Regions from separate parts of the Mus musculus genome. Here region 1 is linked to region 2. Evidence: chromatin contacts called from public HiChIP or PLAC-seq data. All regions are on one chromosome and are shown on one strand. Each heading gives the region's core, a stretch centred on a gene start, on an enhancer-like site or on the middle of the called end of the contact. The rest is flanking DNA. Distances are from core to core; before and after follow the strand shown.

Region 1 (4,904 bases), core at 1,191-3,690, 610 kb before region 2:
GAGCCTGATCTTCCCAGACCCACAAGTCTGGAAAGGGCAGCTCGGGGCAGCACTGGGGCAGGGGGAGAGCACCAGGGGCTTACCATCTTCCCATGAGACTAGGAAGCATGAAGAGGGAAGGAAAGGGAGACAGGTCATTAAGAGGCTTGGCCAGGCCACATTGCAGCCTGGGCAGGCTGAGAGCCCAGGACGGTAAGAACACATCAAACACTCTAGGTGGTCTCCCAAGGCTTCATAAGAAGTCTTGGAGCTTGGAAATTAGCCTTGGTCACTGTCTCCTGCTTCAGACACCAGGGTTAGGAAGAGCTTGTGTTTGGTCCTATATGGGGACTTACAGAAGGTCAGAGCCTTTAGCCACTGGCTCTTGTTCCCAACCCAGCATAGGGCCACACACACACACAAGGTGGTGTACTCAGAAGCAAGACTGTGTTTCCCACCCCCTCACAGCCACAGCCATAGCCTCAGTACCCATAGCCCCACCCCTACAGCCCCACCCCCTACAGCTACAGCCCTACCCCCTAGAACCCACAGCCCCTTTTCCAGCAGTCCTAGTCCACTGGCTTTCAGAGCCTGACAAACCACAAGCCAGCCCCCAGCAAAAGAGACAGAGCAAGAATGGAGCTGTTACAACAGACAATGAAGAACTAGTCAGGTCCACTGAGACTAAAAAGTCAAGGCTGGGAACGAGGCTCTTACTGGTACCCTAAGCATGACCTCCCTTCTGCTTCTAGGAAGCTAGAGTCTTAAGGATGCCTATGACCCACCATGGGAACTACCAGCCAGTCATAATGACAAAGGGAGGCCAGCAGGGGACACCTGATGTGCTGGCCCTGGGGTTAGGACCCTGCACCTGGCCCCTCTCCAGACCCAGACCCACCTTCTTGATGTCCTTGTTGTGCATCGGGTCATCGGTCATCTTGTGGAAGAGCAGCTCAATGACCTCCTTCAGCTCATAGCTGTAGCCCTTCCTCTTGCACACGATGACCACCTTGTCAAATAGGAACAGGTACCTGGCCACATAGGGCACCCAGTGTCAGGACAGCCATGCTCTGTGTGAAGAGCCTATATCCCTGCCTGACTCCTGTCCCTGAGACCACAGCCAGTGTGTTAAACCAAGAGGGCCAAGGCTTGTACAGGCTGCCCTCTCTCCAAGGTGAGACCCTCCTTTCTGTCAGGTCCACATGGCACAATGACTCTCGGTCAGGAAGCCACTGCTCCCATAAAGTCGTCCTGAATGCCACCTTCATGCAGAAGATCCTCGGCCCTCTGTCTTTATCTCCCTTGGAGCACTATTCAAAGGCCACTACCAATTCTCTCCTCTGTGCCCCCAGAACCCAAGTCTGTTGTGACGTTTCCTAGACGGCTGACTTGTCCTGACTCCGCCCACACCTGCCTATCTACTCCCACTGGGCAAGGAGCTCCCCAGAGGCCAGACCTCTCTGTGTCCCAGCTTCGACTCCCAGGCCAGCTCACAGCCCACCACAGGCAGGGCAGTGCCCTTTTGTGGCTATTGCTGTGTGACAGACACAGAGGAATTGTGGAGAGAGGAAAGGAAGTGATTTAAACAGCTGCATGGCGCCTGCCTTGCTGTCCTTCTTCCCACAGGAGGGTCTGTCTCAGGCCTCCTAGGAGTGGGGTCCCCAGGCTAAAGGGGGATGGGGTGCCGAACATCACCCCACTCACCTGTCTTGCTTGGTGTGGTTGACTATGGACCGGACTTTAAGCTCCCCGTCAATCTTTGGCCTCCCAAATTCCTCCAGCTTCACTTGCTGGAAAGGCAAGGACTGTTAGTCCAAGGGTGGACAACCTCTGCATTGCTAGACAGGGAGAAAAGTAGGCATGCCCAGGGCAGGACAGAAAGACCCAGGTGTGATCTAGGAAAATGTGCCTACGGTGACTGGGTAGCCCATGAATGAGCCAAGCCTGTCCCCTCTCAGGGGGCCACAATGGGGACTCCCTTGAGCCCTGGGAACAAAGGGCAATTGATGGTCTGGTCATGCTCACAGGCGGCCCTTGTGTGGAACCCGGAGCTGTAGGAAAAGCCAGAGGTCCAGCCCTAAGAGAGCAAATAAAGCAAGCAAGCAGCACCACTGGACTGAGCGGCAACCACAGGCGGGGTCCAGCCGGGTTCATCCTCCACAGAAAGCAATCTATGCCCAGCCCCGCCACCACTGGCCATCAAGTCTCCATTTCCGCTTCTGCTTGGACTGTGCCTCTCTGTTCTGTTTAATACAGAGAGATCTGCCTTTCCACTGTCCTCTGTATCCTCTTCAAGGGACAAGTCTATTCAGGAGAAGGCAGAGGTCGGGTTCCAGGGGAAGTGGCTATGCCTGTGGGTGGTCACATGGGCCTGGAGGCCTGGTCCCTGTACTCTGTGAAAACTCCTAGGTCTGACTTCAGTATGACAGAGGCTGGCCTTGGCCTGACACAGAGCATGATTCACATCTGCTCGGGGACTCTGCTATGCCCCTTTGTCCCCATCACACAGGACATATAAATCCAGGTGCCTTCTCCTAGAGACAGCACCAAGACTGCATGCAGCTTGGCTGTCATATACCAGAAACACCGAGATCCATGGATCACCGTTCTTTGTGAGATAGGGCCTGGAGTATCCCACACTGGCCTGGATGCTGTGTGGCCAAAGACAACGCTGATCCTCCTGCCTCCGCCTTCCTCCTCCCCTGCCCCCGATGCTGGATTACAGTTAGTGCCCCTGAGTCCAGTTTACTCAGGGCCCTGTGCATGAAAGGCAAGCACTCTGCCAACTAAACCACACTCACATCCCATTCCTTGTCATTTAAAGAGCAAACATGACTCACAACACCAAAGCAAACTCCCCTGTGTTCAAAAGCAGTGTGTTAACTGTGCAGTGATCAGAAAGCAGGGATGACTGGCAAATGGTCTGAACCCCACAAATGTTCATGCTTCAGGTCACACTCATGACACATAAGAATGGGCTGGAGAGATGGCCCAGCGGTTAAGAGGCTCTGAGTTTGATTCCCAGCAACCACATGGTGGCTCACAACCATCTGTCCCGGGTCTGACGCCCTCTTCTGGCGTGCAAGCACACATGTAGACAGAGCACTCATCAGACACTGCTTGGCAGTTCTCCTTGCCCTCTGATGAGCCAGCCAGCTCTGTAGAGGGTTCCTCTGGAGATGAAGATGGGTATGCCAGCCTAGATATCGGGCTTCCAGGTTTCTACTTCGCCAAGCTCTCCAGGAAAATCTCCAAGAAGAGGGGATGTTTGAGCGGGGAAAAAAATCAATGGTTCAATATCAAAATGACTCTGGGAATCAGACGGCATTTGGAGGAGCAGTCATCACTTGGGGTTGAGGGCGCTATTAGCATCCGATGGGTGGGGGCAAGGGCGTGCTTAAGGTCTCCTATTGCAGAACACCCCAACACAGAGAGACCTAGACCCAACATGGGGCCAAGCAGGGCTGAGTCCAGGAACAGCTCATCTCTTCTCCCCGGAGTATGCCTGAGAGAGGGCCAACCCTGACTGACAGCCCCCAGTCTGATTCCTAGACAAGGGGCAAGCTGAGGGCCAGCTCTCAGGTTGAGATGACCGTGGCCCCACCCCCAAGCCGAACCCTGCCCACTGCCCACCCTGAGGACAGGGAAACAGGAGGGCCACAGAGCAGACGAAGCGTCCTGCCTCTGGTCGCCACAGCCTGGGGTTCAGGCTGGGAAGGGAGAAAGAGAGCCAGGCTGTCAATAGGACATCCATCTCCTGAGCCCTACACGTGGATGACCTCATCCGCACAGTAGGTAGAACTGGATGAAGGCTGATACTGCCCGACCTCCCTCCTACTCCCGGCAGGCTTCGCAGGCAGCCACGGCTTACCAGGTTTTCTATGGAGCACTGGAACTCGCTAATCTTCTTCAAGGTCTCCTTGTCCCGCTTCACTTCATTGATGTACATGGCCAAGTCCTGGAAATCAAGACAGGATCAGGGCACTGAGTCACACACGGGGTGACCTCCCAGCCCCTTCCTAGCCCAGCTGGTCATTCCACACTCTTCCTCCATCTTGCCTGGGGCCACTCCAACTCTGGGCTATGGGAGTAAAAACCACCACACACAGGGAACCAGGAAGGAATAAGGTGAAGAACACAACATTTGAACCCAGAGTACACACTATGCTGAAGAGGGTGCTGGGAACCCCCAAATCCAGGTTCCCCTCACTCAGAAGGCCTTCTGTGTCAGAATGGAGATGCAGCCCAGCATGGATAAGCCACAGTGGGTCACACACAGCCACTGTTTAGACCTTTCTGCTCTCACGAAGCCCCTGTCCCACCTTCCCTGAAGAGCCTGGGTATTCTGTAAGTGGCTGGGGGAGATGGAGTGGGGGGAAGGTATGAGCCCTACATAGTACTGCAATCCTCTAGTCAGTCACCAGGGGGCAGTGCTCACTTTGCTTCAGAAAGTTTGAAATGGTCTGGAAGCAATGCCCAGGGGCGGCTGGGACAGAACAGCAGGGATCCTACCCAGAAAGCAGAGCAGAGAGGAAATCCCCGGCACACAAAAGCCAGACCCACATCCTGGAGCCAGTTCCTACCTCCCTTATGGCCTCTCTTGCTTCTGGGATCACTTCAAGGGCCAGCCTACAAACCTTGCTACTGGCAGCTCCCTACCAGAAGCCACAGTTTATAAAGGGTGGGTTTTGTTCTAAATCAACAGCAGCGACAGATCTGAGCGTGTGTGGCCCTGTGCACCCTGGCAGGAGTCACAGAAGTGCACGTCTGGGAAGGAGATTCCCACAGAGACAGTAGAGCTCCGGAGGCAAAGCAGCCAGCTAACAGAGTTGCATGGAGTGTGTACTGCAACCCTGAGGAAAGCTTAGCTCCAGGGCAGTGACAGCCCAGACACTGGCTGGATGAATGGTTTTCTGCTTTGCATT
Region 2 (4,470 bases), core at 1,133-3,632:
TTCCCAAACATCTCACTTGGGTGGTGTGCAGACAGGAGAGCCCACCCCACCCCCTGGCAGGTGCTATAAAATGTCTCCAAGCCATTGTGTTGAACTCTGGCTTGAGGCTGGTGAGATGTTCCCTGTTCATCAGCAGTGACTGAAAATGGGCTGCAAGAAGAGAGCTCTTTCCTGCCCTTTTAGGCCCGCCCCATTTCTTCACTGTTGCTGGCTCTGTCCATGGGGAGGGGCAGCCCTGGGTCTCCTAGCTTTGGGGATGCCTGTCCTCACATGCCCCGAGACTCTCTGAGTCCAGCCTGTGGACTTACTTACTCCACCTCCTCTGCTTGGGGCTAGGGCTGGGCCGATTGCAAACAGCTGCTTGGCCCTCGAGGCGGATTTTCAGGCTCCAGGAGGGACTGTTGTACTAGGGCATGAACAGTGTGGCAGAAAGGCCACACGGGATGTAGTAGGGGAAAGCCAAGACCCTTCTCTCTGCTTGCCTTTGTACGTGAGGAAGGCTAGAGAATGGAGAACAGACAGCTCATCTGTCCATTGTGGTCCTTCAGGTACCCCTGTAATCAGGTCAGGACAGCCAAGGAGGGTCAGCCTCTGGACTGGAGGGGAGGGGCCACAGGTTCCAATCAGGCCCTGGGGTCTTGCTATTCCCCAGAGCTTCCTTTGGTTCTGGTAACGGAACCTTTGCACATGAAGACGCATGCCCGATGTTCACTGAATGTGAAGACCAGGACTCTCCAGGTTGCTGCCTCCTCCTGCTCCCCTCTCCCCCTTCTCCTCCTTTTTCTTCTTTCCCTCTTTATCCTCTTCTTACTTCCCCTCCACTTCCCCCTCCTCTCTTCCCTTCTCAGTCTCCTCTTCCTGTTCCTCCCCACCCCTTCTCCCCCTCTTCCTCTCCACCTTCCTCCCCACTCCTCTCCCCACCCTCCTCCCACTTACCCAAGTGTTTCCCTACCTAGTCTATCCTAATGGCATCTTCTAAGCCAGGGCTCTAAATGTGTCCTGCTTGAACCCCCTTTTCATGTGACCCTGGCTCTACAGATATGTAAAATAGGCGCACAAACCAAACATTTACTGATTAGTGTGAGGAAGTTTATTTTAAAACAGTTCTTTGCTATACCTATTATGCCATCTTTTAAAGATAAAAGCAAGTTTGGGTGCTAATTAAATAGGTACATGTATTTATCTTTATATAAAGATTAAATCTTGGCTGAATATTGCCATGGTCAGATGTATAGTGGTCTCCGTGTTTTTCAGAGATGCTCAATGTCTTGATTTTATGATCGTCAGTGCTGAGAATTCAGCCTCGTACAAATGCATAGTACAAGTGGGCAGAGATGGGTTTGGGGCCATTTGATAAATTGTTGGAAATTTCACCCTAATCCCAAGCCAAAATTCATTTAATGATTTTTTGTTTTCACAAACAGAAATCATTTTGTTTTCATGCTCAGATCAGCAGCTCAAATGACAACTTTTGAAAAATCAAACATAGTGGCATAATAAAATTCAAAGATATGCTAATTTGATGCTTGCTCCTGAGGGATGATGGTGGGGAAATATGAAAGCTTGTGTCGTTTGTTTGTGATGAAATCATTATGCTTCTTTAAGAGCAGGAGACATTACATGTAGATGAAGCATTGGTTTCCCGAGGTGCAGCAGTCTGGGCTCCAAGCTGAGGCGTATGTAGTGAGCACCTGTGTCCGCATCCAAGGTCGTAGTGGGGTCACACAATTCACCATAGGTGGCCACTTGCCAGAGAAACCTCAGATTCATGGTACATTTGATTTGAAAATAATTTTTGGTCAGTGCTCATTGAGACACTTGTTGCTGTTGCCAAGCTGTTTCATGACACCCCTCCATATTGTCATGTGGCCCATGAGGTGATACAACCTGTGGTTTAAAGAGCTTGGCTCTAAGACATGAGACATCACCACCCCCACCATCTCCCCATTTCACAGGTGAGAAGACCAAGGCCCACTGAAGCTCTGCAACTGGCAAAGACAGATCTTAAGCTCTTAAGACAATATCTGTGCTCTAGGAATGACTGTCAGCCTGAGGGGTGACATTCAGGCTGGGTGTCAGGGCCAGTAGAGAAGGCTGATTGAAGATAACATTTTCATCTCCACTGAAGGCATTTCCCCCTTTTCTTTGGGGAGGGGTCTCCATCCCTGTGGCAGGGACTAATGAGAGGGTGTGGAGAGAGTGGCAGAATGAGTGTTCCTGTGTGAGTGTGTGTGGTCATCGGGGCTGGGGTTCAGGTTCCTGTCTCCCTGGGCTTCCTGAAGCCCACAGCCCTGGATTCCTGGGTTCTGCTCCGTGTGATCTATCTTTGGAGACCTCTGTGGGTTTGCTCTCCACAGCATCCAGCTGTGAGGAGCCTGTTTGTTTAGGAGTCTGAGTCACGTTTTTTCCATTTTAGTGGGAAGAAGGTCAGATAGTGGGGATTATGGCCAGGTAGGGGCTGTCTGTTCCATCTCAGTTGGCAGCTGATGAAATGAGTGTGGGGGATGCTCTGGGAAAGCCAAACATGAATGGCAAGAGTGGATGGGTTCCTGGGCCTGCCCCCCGCGGCCCTTCCCCTCCCGATAAGCCCGGTGGATGCGGGTGGGGGGTTGAGTCATCAGTTAGAGGGTCCAAGAATCAAGCTGCCACAGCTTAGCAGTAAGCTCAAGGTGGCCAGAGAAGTTAAGTGCGGTGTAGCCCACAGTTAAATCATGAGCCTTTGGAGAAGAAAATTAAAAACTCTGAGAACAATGTCTGGTGACCTGGCTGTCTTAGTGTGCCTCACGGGGCTCTGATCCTATAACTGGTGCTTGCTGTCTAGACCAACTACCTGACCCCCTGGTGTACTTGTGATCTTAGACACTTTGGTCACTCAGTGGACCAGAGTTCTCAGCACACAGTAGCAGAAGGTGGCCTAGGTCTGTGGAGGGGCAGAGACCTGGAACTCAGGTCTCTCTGGCTGTAGTGGGGAAGAGAAAGCATCACCTAGAGGCTGAGGGTGGTATTGCACCTCAGGGCTTCTTGCCTTTTAAAATTGGGTGTGGCTTGGGTAGCCAGTGTGACTCGGTGGAGTCCTCATCCAGGATGATGCCCCATCCTTCATAGGCTTGCGGTGTGGATCTAAGGAGGCAGAGTTGAGGCCATAAAGAACCAGACAGGGCTGTAGTCTGCTGTATCTCATAGTGGACCAGCATGGGGGCATGCCTAGTGAATCCTTTCTGGGACTAGCTGAAAGTAATTTGCAGACTCCAGGGTGTCTGCTGAACAAGAGTATAGCCATTCTGGAGTAGCAGTTGGTGCTGGGAAACCAGGGGAGCCCTGGTCCACGCTGTCCGTGCCATTCTGGGGCAGGCCGCGGTAGTCCTGGCAAGGTAATCTGAACACTGGAGAGCTGGGCTCTCGGGCTAGGTGTCCTGATATCTGCAGGGATGGGGTGCCCAGTGTTTTCCAGGCACACCTAGGGACTGCCCACCAATGTGTGGTGGATCAGAATATCTGGTGTGAGCTCCCACTGCACCGTCCCCTCTTCAGACAGAGGTCCAGACCCAGAGTTGCGCATCACAATTCCCATGGTGATTGGAACCACCCTGGGCCTTTCAGTGATGCCTAGGAAAATAACAGACTTGAAGCTGGCCATGGTGATGGGCATCTGCACTCTAGCGTAATATGTGTGATGTCTCCAGAGAGCCCTGTGGCCCTGCACATAGCTAAGCATGTCTTGTCTCCTTGTGGGGATGAGGTAATTTTTACCTGCTTTTTTTTTTTAATAACCCTAGGCCAGCCTCAGACTTAACTATGTAGCCAAAGATGACCTTGAACTTCCAACCCTTTTACTTCCACATCCCAAGGGTTGTGAGTATAGCTATGTGCTGTTGTAATTTTATGCAGTACCAGAGACTGAACTATGGGCTTTGTACATTTTAGGCAAGCGCTCGCCAACTGAGCTGTGTTCCAAGCTTTGACTTAATTTCTGTGTCCCCTTCACCCCATGTGGTTGCTACCCTGCCCCTGGAAGAACTTTCCAGGTGACTGTGCCCACGAGGAGCCAGCCTGAGGTTGGGTTGACACTCTCCTGGGATCTCTGCCTTCCCTGCAGCTCTCTGCTGACCAGCCAAGCCTGCCATCTCTCAGTATTCATTCCTCAGATGCTGCTTTTAGCCCCAGCTCATCTGATTCCAGGATCTACCATTTCACCCTATAAAAACTCCCAGCCGTGTTTTGCAATGATTTAAATACAGCCTGCTGCTACCCACTCTCTCTGGCTGCTTCTTTCTGTTTGGGCCCTTCCCTTGAACAGTTCCTATTATCTACAACTTTGAGTGTGGGAAGTGAGATTATAAAGGTCTCCTCACTTTAGACACAGGCATGCTCCCAGCCTCCCTCCCGGGGCTAAGACACCAGGCCCCTGCCGTGTGCTCTTTCTGCCTGACTGCTCACGCCTGGTCAATATCATGGCCAGCAGATAAATTC

What was found. HiChIP or PLAC-seq counts read pairs in DNA pulled down with a chosen protein or histone mark.
Region 1: a contact with region 2 is called in a FOXA1 HiChIP or PLAC-seq map of pancreatic cancer cells. The contact joins two enhancer-like sites. A contact is called at or near these places in 2 of 115 datasets of contacts at active chromatin or transcription factors (astrocytes and pancreatic cancer cells).

The regions. Positions count from the first base shown.
Region 1 is chr2:27,284,756-27,289,659 of GRCm38.p6, forward strand. It overlaps Vav2 (vav 2 oncogene), which reads right to left. Exons shown (of 28, transcript NM_009500.2): 12 at 3,851-3,937; 13 at 1,684-1,769; 14 at 878-1,010. Among named protein-coding and RNA genes, the nearest start is that of Sardh, 40 kb to the left of the region's middle. Within about 2 kb of position 2,441, at least 29 of the 459 cell types and tissues checked have an H3K27ac peak or open chromatin away from gene starts, as enhancers often do. A contact at or near this core is called in pancreatic cancer cells, where this site is marked.
Region 2 is chr2:27,897,114-27,901,583 of GRCm38.p6, forward strand. All of the region lies in intron 1 of Col5a1 (collagen, type V, alpha 1), which reads left to right. Among named protein-coding and RNA genes, the nearest start is that of Col5a1, 13 kb to the left of the region's middle. Within about 2 kb of position 2,383, at least 9 of the 459 cell types and tissues checked have an H3K27ac peak or open chromatin away from gene starts, as enhancers often do. A contact at or near this core is called in pancreatic cancer cells, where this site is marked.